2 separate regions of the Zea mays genome follow, and region 1 is linked to region 2. The links are chromatin contacts, called in public Hi-C maps. All regions are on one chromosome and are shown on one strand. The core of a region is the stretch at or near the end of the contact, and the rest is flanking DNA. Distances in the headings are between cores, read along the strand shown. Region 1 holds the start of LOC100285415 (RING-H2 finger protein ATL5F). Region 2 has its middle 14 kb from the start of LOC103647502.

Region 1 (4,865 bases), core at 876-3,375, 340 kb after region 2:
TACTATCTTAGAAGCAATCAAATCAACACTGTAATCAAATATCTCACATAAATAAAAGCAACTTGGCCACAGCCACCCACAATGGCCAAGAACAACCTTACAGATCTAAAACATGAATAATGCCCAAATCCATGAGTCATGAATACTATCGCTTATATGTTTAAAATGTACAAAAACTTGTTAAAAATTACTGAGGAAACAGCCATCAGAACATCAGGTATTCAGGTACCTCAATTTGGTGAATCTTCCCACCTTGATATACAGGAGAACACCGTAGTATTGTATATGCAGTTCATTTCCTACCCCAGCCAATAGGAAAAGCTCACATTAAAATCTGCAATAAGTTAGCACACAAGATATTCTGTTAGTAGTTGTGCTAACTGGATCTTAACATCCACATGATGTGATAACCACATGATAAATCACTGATATAGGATTGCATTCAATACATGTTCAGTGTTATCCATACAAAGACATCTAATAATACCATACACCATCAACAGGAAGTACTGGTCTCCCCAGCAACATATTCTTAATTTATAGTATGTTTGCTCTTTAAGGCACAGAGTTGATACAAGTGTAAGTCCATTCCTTCTTGCATGATTACTAGTACATAACAAGTATATATGGAGAAGCCAGACATCAGCTTCACCCGAATTGACTCAGGCCAAGCTAGTTATCATACTTGGAACTTCGAAGCTTACACAACCGTATCACTCCAGCAATCCTTAGCGACAACAATTGCTCTCATGAATAACTCACACCTAAATGAAGATTTTCTCGGAGAGCAACTTCAGCTCTCTGCGTTTTCTATCAACAAACTCTGACACACTACCAGCTCCCGGCTTTGCTGAGGCTGCAACCAATTGACAGTAAAAACATACCAACTCACAGTGGCAGCACAGCACCACTGGAGCGGCCATTCCGTGAGAAGAAAAACCCTTGGCCACTGCTTGACATGGACCTGCCAATCTTGAACCGGCCTGACTGACACGAGGACGAAGAAATGCCTGCGGCCTCCTTCTCCTTCGCCCTGAAGACCTTCATCTCTCGGGGATTTGGCAACTTGCAATTATACCGCACCACATCATCATTTGCTTCAGGAAGAGCTACGGCAAACAACGGAGAATCCATGGAAGCCGAGCGCCTAATTGGCTTGGGCGTGTCCCTTCCATTCTCCTCCGCTGTAGACGTGCCTTCACTTTGAGTGGCTGAGGCTGACGACGCCTCAGAGTCCTCCGAGCCCTCAGTCTCCGATTCAGATTGAGACAGCGACATTTCCTCGTGAACGTAGTGTTCTCCCAATTGGGCACCGCCTGCCTCAGCCTCCGCGGCATCGACGGGTAGATCGGAGGGAATGACGACGACGGGGGAACGGCAGATCGGGCAGTTGACGTGGGCGCGGAGCCAGGTGTCGATGCAGGGCGCGTGGAACGGGTGAGCGCAGCGCGGGAGGAGGCGCACCAGCTCCCCGTCGCTGAACTCGCCGAGGCACACCGCGCAGTCCCCGCTCCGGCCCACCCCGCGGCGGTACTCCACAGCGGCTATGGACGCGATGGTGGCCTCGTCGAGCCCCACCGTCCGGATGTACCACACGTGGTGCACCACCCCTCCACCGCCCCCGCCCTCCTCCTCGTCGTCGGGCCCTTCGGCGGTGGCCGCGGCGAGGCTTCGGCGTCGTCGCAGGATGAGGCGGCGGCGGCGGCGGTAGAGGAGGAGCGTGGAGAGCCCGAGCGAGAGGGAGAGGAAGATAGAGAGCAGGGAGATAACGAGGATGAGGCGGACGGGCGCGTGGCGGTCGGCGACCGGCGCGCGCGGGATCACCGGGATCGGGGGTGGTGGGGGCAGGACGTATTCGAAGCAGGCGTCCCCGCCGCCGGGGCAGAGGGGGAGGCAGTCGAGCGGTGCTTCCGTGCAGTTAAGGGTGACCGTCGCCGCCGCGTGCGGGCGCACCGTGTACATGGCTACCTCGGCTGGGGCTGGGGCTGGTGCAGCGGCGGCGGCGGAGTCGGCTCGAAGGCGCGCATCGGAGAGGACGAGAGGTGCGCGTGCGCGAGGGGGCGGTGGTGGACTGGTGGTGGACTGGTGGGCTAGTCTGGTTGGGAATGGAGGGGGATACGTGGAGTGGATTGGTCGCTGTTGGTGGGTTTGGTAAAAGGTTTGGCGAGCTTTGGTGTGGACTGTGGAGCTGGATCGCATTCGCATGGACAGCCGAGGGCGACTGCGACTGCGAGTCCCCAACACCTGCGACTTTACCAACACTCTCTCTGACACTGTGGCCTCAATAAGTCCTGCTACTATTCTGAGCGCACATGTCGGTGAAGAAACGCTGTTCCGTGATGGCGTTTCCTCTTGCGCTGAGCGTCAAGCCTGACCTGGCCAGTATTGGCTTACGGAAAGTCAAACACTAGTTGGCCAGGATAAACAAAAATATGAGCATGCGGTTGCGAAGAAATCGACGCTAACTCTATGTAACGGTGACTATCAAGTTGTTAAATCTAGAGAACGAACGAGGTTAGATAGCAAATTGCTAAATTTAGCAAGTCTATTTGAAGAACTATTGGAGAAATATTTTTCTGTTCACTTCTTAAATTTAAGTTTTAGATAGTTGTTTAGAGAACTATTAGAGTTGTTTTAAAAATAACATTTTTTCTCTTAAGACAGGGATGGGGCAAAAATTTCCCCGCGAGGATGGCAGGGCGGGGATCCGAAATTTAACGGGTTGGGAACGAGGATAAAAATTACCCTCACGGGGATTCGATGGGAACCTAAATTAGGACTTAAACCCTCCCTTTATGTGTTCTATAAAGCTTGAATCCAATAAATTGTCTCATTATAACTGCATATAAAGATATAAAATCATCAATCACTAACCATAACTTCATTTTTTATCCGGTTATTGCTCGGATAGTCCTTATTTATATGTGCATATCATAATATTTGTCAGAGAGGAAATCTCCGGCCGGGTGGCGGAGTGCACCCGCCCTAAATCCTAAGATGAGGAGGGACATAAGCGTTTTGCCTGTTATGCGAGATGGATGGACGAATACAAGAACACGCGAGGGTTTAGAGTGGTTCGGGCCGCCGGAGCGTAACACCCTACTCCACTGTGTGTTGGGTTGCTATGGAAGCTTGAGAGTCTGAATGAACTTGTGTTGTAACGTCGCATGCCTCCCCTTTTATAGTTGAAGGGGGGCATGCACAAAAGACTTCGTACCCCGACATGTGGGTCCAGAGACATAAGGATGGAATACCCGGAGCAACTAATGTCGGTCACCTTGTGTTATCTCCCTATGCCCCGACATCCGCCGCTTGAGTAGAATCGGCGTGCTGCAGAAGGTTCCTCGGTATTGTTTAAGTCATGATGACTACTGCGTGCGTGCAGCGGTGTGGGCGTACTGTCCGCTGCTTGATTGAACAGGCGCGCCGCCTAGTCTGGTCGCCGCCTGCCAGCAGAGTGGACGGGGCACATTAAATGCCGAGTCGGCACATCACCCATCTGCAGGTCGGTCAGGCGGCGTGTGATCTCCGCAATAAATGCAGAGATCGCACGGCCGTGTGGCCTTACGTCAGGCTCTGCTCTCCGGCTTACGTCATGATCCGTAGGCCACGTGGTAGCACCGGGTCCCTGCCTGAGCGGGGAGCGTAGGCGTGCCTGGCAGGACCCAGACAAGTGTCTGTGCCGGACCCCTGTACGCCTTCGACTTAGGCCAGGGTACTCCTCGTCCCGAGATCTTGTAGTGGACGGTTCGGACCTCTCTTAGAAGGGTCCGGGTCCCATTTAGGGGAACACTAAGGTCCCAGGTAGGTATGCCGAGGTCCGGCATTCTTTCACAGGGGTCTGGATCCACAGATGGTATCACGGTATATGTTACCTTCTCTGGTCATCTGGCGGCCTCGGAGTTGTCCACGTGGTGGGGGTACCGCGCCTCCTTACTATAGTAAGGGGTACCCCTGTTCCTGGGTACAGACAGTGGCCTCGGGGCCCGCCTCAGGGGAGGTTACAAGCCTGTAGGTGGGGCCAAAGTCTGGTTGTTGTGCCATCTCCGGGCACTTGCTGACGTAACCGTCGCCAACTTGCCTTCAGTCGTGCCGCCTTCCATGTCTATCCCCGCATCTGGCAGGTACATGGCCTCCGCTCCCGCCGGTTTCGTTAGACTGCGCGCGGGGCGTCTTATTGCTACCGCCTAAAAAATATCTTTCAGCGACCCCTAAGCGACGTGCGTGACAGTTTGCTTCCGGGGAGACGGCCCGTCTTCCACACACTCGGAGACTGGTTCCCCGGGTGCGTGACATGTGGACCTGGGCCCCCATGTCAGGGACCGAGTCACTGTGAGCACTAGGCGCGCGTTGGAGGGGGTTGGGACGCGCGAGGAAGGGCCCCTTTTGAGAAAAGGGGACTTACTCCACGGCCAGCAGTTTTGCATCCGCACTTTCTTCAACTGTTGCGTCCCTTCTCCTCCGAGTCCTTTGCGTCTCTACTGCACCCACATTTCTCTTTTCGCCGCCGTAGCAGCCATGGCTTCACTGGTTCATCCCGAGCGTTACCAGACCGAGAGGAGGCTCGACACAGTGCGCCGCCTGCTCGGATGGAGTGCGCCGTCGTACGCTTGGAGAATCTGGGCCGGCGCTTCCCCCCTCGGTGATCTCGCCGCCGGGGAGTTTGTGCTTTTTGTCTCCTACCTTTCGTGCGGGTTGGGGTTGCCGATCTCCCCCTTCTTCATGTTATTGTTGGAGGATTTCGGTCTCCAGCTATAGCACCTCACACCCCACTCCATCCTTCAGGCGGCCATCTTTGCCCACCTGTGCGAGATGTTCGTGGGGGTGGCACCATGCACCTCTCTCCCGCCACTTTTTCATGCTGG
Region 2 (5,113 bases), core at 1,764-4,263:
ATTAAATTGTCACATGTAATTCCTCCGGTTGAACAATTAAAAGGGTGTGTTTATTGCAAATGGCATGGCTCCTTTCTCCATAACACCAATGATTGTGCTGTCTTCCGTCGGCAAATACAATCGGCTATAAACGAAGGTCGGTTGAGGTTTCAAAAAGAGGTGAAAATTGACAGGCCACCTGTTCCTGTCACCACATTAGAGCCAACGAGCAAAAAGGCCATAATTCGGCCTTGTGCGGCCGATAAAAGTAAAAATAAAAATATCGTCATTGGTGATCCTCGCACACCAAATATGTCACGCAGAATGGTTACTCTGAAGGCTCCGGACAAAAGAAAGACCGGAGGCACCGGGGGGCAAGCACGATCGGACACCCGATCACGGTCACCTGTCCTGCGTACGCCGGACGATCCGGGTACTAAGGCCGAACAGTCCGAGACAGGCGCGAACAGTCCGGCTATGATGGCCGGACGATCCGCAGATGGTCAGAAGCAGCAACCTGAGACCATTGGACCACAACGTTTCAACACAAGTGTTAGCAAACAAAACACTACTAAGACGTCTGGACGACTCAGTAGAGTCGGCCCTACTTTTGGTCAGTTGCTTGCCAAATATATGAAGAAGGCCGTTCCACACAACCGTCCAATAAAACAAACGAAGTCAAAAGGGCGACCTGTGCGAAAGCAAAAGCCGACTAAACGGACCCAAAGGGTAGCACAACCAAGATCGCCTTGTCATCCTCCTCTAGGGATAGCATGGTGCGTCCCGTTCTATCCATCGCCGATGTGTTGTCCTGCTCATGTGTGGGGTGGTACGGCGATGAATTCGTATTACTGGCCCAATCCGTTTGCTTATTTGGGCTGGGGGGCACCACAAGTTTTTGCCTATTAACAGGTTGATCAGGTAGACATGGCCGAAGAGGATGCGATCCGAAACGGCCTCTGTGCATTAAAGTCCCATCAAGTATTTATATTATCTGATCGCAAGAGCCGATGACTTGCATCGAGTTGAGTCCTTACTTCGGGAACAAAACCTCATGAGGTCAATTGTTTCCAAAGTTTTCGCTGATGCTTTTGGTTCGCCAAGCTCCACCAAAAGGCAGGGGGGCATATGTTGGACACCAAAATGAGCGGACGGTCCGGCCCATGGGCCCGGACGGTCCGTGTGTCCCGAGATTAGATTAACTCGGATGTTTATCCTTATCTCGTGCGTGGTTATCCATCTAATCACGTGGGAGTTTGTTGGCTATCTCTTAGGAAAAGGTCCAGACCTCCTCCCCTATAAATATAAAGGGGTACGGCCGATTGAGAACCCCTGAACACATTCCAATCGAACCAATTACCCTATTTACTTTTCCTGCCCTAGGAGTAGATGTAGCATAGTTCTAGTTGTAGCCTTCCGTATATCCACCTCCGCCCCTATTCGACTCTACGTCGTCTAGATCCGTCTTGGGTGGCCTGCCGATCCCAAGACGACCCTAGGATCTCACCCCTCCCGGGGGGCAAGATCTAGTTGTCCATCCAAGACCTCTTCCTCGATTTGATCTCTTAATTCCTAGGCGACTCCACGTCGTCTGGGGACGTCCCGGGTGACCTGTCGACCCGGGGCACCTTAAGATCTTTTTCCCCCAGGGGATGAGATCTAGATTCCAGCAAGGAGGAGGAAGACGATCCTGTCGCCAGGTCGCGGACCGTCCGGCCCAGAGCTGCGGACCGTCCGGTGTGACGCAGGGAAGACACCGCTCCTGCGCCAAGGCCGCGGACCGTCCGGCCCAAGGCCGCGGACCGTCCGCGCCGTCACAGAGGGCACTACCAGGCGATCCGGCGACCTGTCGCAGGCCGCCACTACTGTTCACCTTGCGGAGCCGAAACCAAGGTGCCAAGTACCGCTAAACGATTCATTATAGTGTTTGGTGACAAAAAGGCACCAACACTCGGTGAAGGCCCCGTGGCTGATGGTGGGCGGTGGCAGTGCAGTCTTTTTTGTCGTGAACTCGGCCTGCGCAGTCGCTTCGGCTAGAGTTGCCCAAACGGGCGGCCCGGCACGGCCCCGTTAGGCCCGACACATAATCGGGCCGTGCCCGATCGGCCCGCGTGCCGCAGACGCGGCCCAGGCACGGCACGCCGGCCTGGTAGCCGTGCCGGGCCGGCCCGTTTGACATGTCCAGGTTCCCATTAAATCAGAAAAATGTCGGCACGGCACGCCGGCCTGGTAGCCGTGCCGGGCCGGCCCGTTTAACGTGTCCAGGTTCCCATTAAATCAGAAAAATGTCAAAAAAAACTGTGTGGAATTGAGGTTTCGAAACCACGCCCTCCTTCTACACGGCTGAGAGCACTATCCGTAAGCGACTAACCAGTAGAACTCTAGTGTTTTTGTTGAAAATAGCAAATATAAAATCTTAATATATATACTATGTTTTATAAAATAAAAAAAAATATAATCTTGCCGGGCCGGGCCGGCACTGCGGACCGAGGCAGCGGCCCAAGCACGGCACGGCTGTTGTGCCGGACCCGGCACGGCACTATTAAATGGGCCGTGCTTCGGGCCGGCCCGTCAAGCACGGCCCATTTGGCCATCTATAGCTTCGGCGAGGGGTCCAGGTACTCCGGTAGGATGAACGTTAGTGCTCGAGGGCGGAGCTAGGAGGTGAGCTAGGGCTGGTGAGGCTTGGGATAGCCGATAGAGGAGGGCGGTGGTGGGGTGGTTCCCCGACTCGCCATGCTGACGCCGCAGCCAGCTACCCCAACGACGAGAGGGTACCGGACTACCGGAGGGCCAACACCGAGCAGCTTGACGCGTGGGGAGACCGAGTGGAGCTCTACCGGAGTCCGGAGATGTTGGAGCGCCGGCGAGATCCCGAGCAGGAGAGCGAGAAGACGAGGGAGGAAGGGAAGATGGCAGCGGCTGGGGAAGGAGAGTGAGGTGACGACTGACGACGGCCACTGTATAAGGCCAGCGGCAGCCCGACGATAGGGATCCTTGGGCACTGGCAGGGCATCGGGGGACGGCGACCTAAGCTCCCTATGGGCCTTATCATTGATCTTTGGCGACTACTGGGCCAGAAGGTAGGGAGCGGAGTTGGCTGGTGGGGCTACTGGGCCTGCGCGGGGAAGGAGGAAGGGAGGTGGCAGTGAGACGAGATAACCTCAAGAGAAGCTTATGAAACCTTTCGTCGTAGCTCATAAGTACAGAATGGTTATTTGCCTCCATTGTTTACGAAACTTGGTTTTAATTGGCACAATAACACCTCTAATGAGCTTATCAAATGAGCTTAGGGTTTAGGGTTTTACAAGAATGTAAATGTCACCATGCCGGGCCAGACTGGTTACTGGCCGAAACAGCCTGTTTGGACAACTATAGAGCACGCCATGCTATCAAAGCCTGTGGCCTTGCTTTCACTGCGGTGACCACCGACCACTACGTAGTACTCCGCATGTAAAAAGTAACTGAGTAGCAGGCGGACTACGGCAATCAAGGCTAGGGATGAAAACGGTCGGTAAACACTAAAACCATTACCATTTTTATATTTTTTATTGGAAATGAAATCGAAAACGGTAACTCCGAAAACGGAAACGATATCGGTATTTCGAAAACTTCGGAAACGAAAGTTCGGTACGGAAAATACACCGGTAACGATCGAAATTTAAAATACAATCGGTAAACATATAACATAATAAGCTCATAATACAACAAATACCAAAAGTTCACAATTCACAAAGATCAAAAGTTCAAACACCTCAACCTTTTTGGCACGGAATATATATAGAGCCATATATATATACGAGGCCCTGCTCCCGCCGTCTGTCGCACCACGCACGCACGGTAAGCTCATTAGCGCACCTTACAGCCCATTAGCGCGATGTAGCAGACCGGCAGTAGCGAGCGCAGTTTTATCACTTAGTCCTACCTCGCTTAGTAAACTGCACGGTGCACAAATTATTCTATATAAATAGATACCCTGCCGCAGTCAATTATCAAAGTTCTGAGCGGGCAAAGTTCTGAGCGGGCAGGAGACCGGCGGCTTGAGCCAGATTGAAAATGTGGGTTTTGGCCCGTTTATCTTGTTTTTTATTTTAAATTTCGGAAAATTCCGAATTCTATATTCGATAAATTCTGATTAAATTCGGTAACCGGAGGAAACGGTCGGCAAAATGCTAAACCGGTTTCGATACCGATTTCGATATAAAATTCCGACAACCGATTCCGTTTTCGAAAATACCGTTACCGCTGAATTCGGTCGGATAAAAATCGAAAACGGTTTCCGGAAAACCGAAAAATTTCGAAACCGTTTTCATCCCTAGTCAAGGATTCAAGGCCACAGCCCCACGCCGCCTCGCGCGGCCGGTTCACGTCTGATCCGGCTGGGCAAACAGTGATCGAGCGCGTGGAGCAAGCGGCAAACAACCAAGCGGCAACCCGACGCCGGAATCGGCAAAGCGGCGCGACGCAAAGCCGGGTCGCAAGGCCGCGCTGCTGGCCGCATGTGACGCCTGCGTGCCTGCACTGCAGTCTGCCAGTCTCCCCTCCCCGCGCACCCGTACTCCCATCGCACGCCGTAGGGCGATCCAAGCCGGAGACCTGGAGGCGACGCCTCGTTTTGTCCCTTTCACGCGCGCCTTTTTCGGCGGCGCCCTGTGACCCCGAGCCCGCTGATACGTCCCAATCAGAACCCGCACGGCGGATCGTCGTCGTAGTAGTAGTACTCCAGTATACCTACCCGGCTACCGTTCGCGAGACGGCTCTCTCTCTCCGTGTCTATTCTCTCTCTGCTCCCTTCCGAGCCGGGGGGCTTTCTCGCATGCGACCACTCGGCGGCTTTGGCGCCGTGCGTGCCTTGACGAATGGCAATGATGTGTGGCCGCGACTGGACGGGAAAAAGATGGGTTCGTTTCGCTGATCTACCACCGACAGATCGCGGTAAATTAGCCCGGTCAAGCGCGTTCAGGACTGGACAGTTGACGCATGTACAAGTGTTATATTAGGGGGTGTTTGGTTGCTTCTGTTAAAGTTTAGCCCGGGTCACATCAAGCGTTTGACTTTTAAATAGGAGTATGAAATATAGACCCAACTAACTGGACTAGATTCGTCTCGTCTTTTAATCTTCGGCTGACAAATT

The links. A called contact is a pair of places that touch in the nucleus more often than the background predicts.
Region 1: a Hi-C map of leaf shows a contact between it and region 2, with 6 times the contacts expected there. The contact joins the promoter of LOC100285415 here to the enhancer-like site in region 2. A contact is called at or near these places in 2 of 25 Hi-C or Micro-C datasets (ear and leaf).

Annotation. Positions count from the first base shown.
Region 1 is chr2:192,979,996-192,984,860 of Zm-B73-REFERENCE-NAM-5.0, forward strand. LOC100285415 (RING-H2 finger protein ATL5F) reads right to left here and starts at 2,126. Exons shown (of 1, transcript NM_001158308.2): 1 at 648-2,126. The coding sequence starts at 1,962. The coding sequence ends at 889.
Region 2 is chr2:192,636,313-192,641,425 of Zm-B73-REFERENCE-NAM-5.0, forward strand. No RefSeq gene overlaps it. Among protein-coding and RNA genes, the nearest start is that of LOC103647502, 14 kb to the left of the region's middle. Within about 2 kb of position 3,014, at least 18 of the 20 cell types and tissues checked have an H3K27ac peak or open chromatin away from gene starts, as enhancers often do. A contact at or near this core is called in ear and leaf, where this site is marked.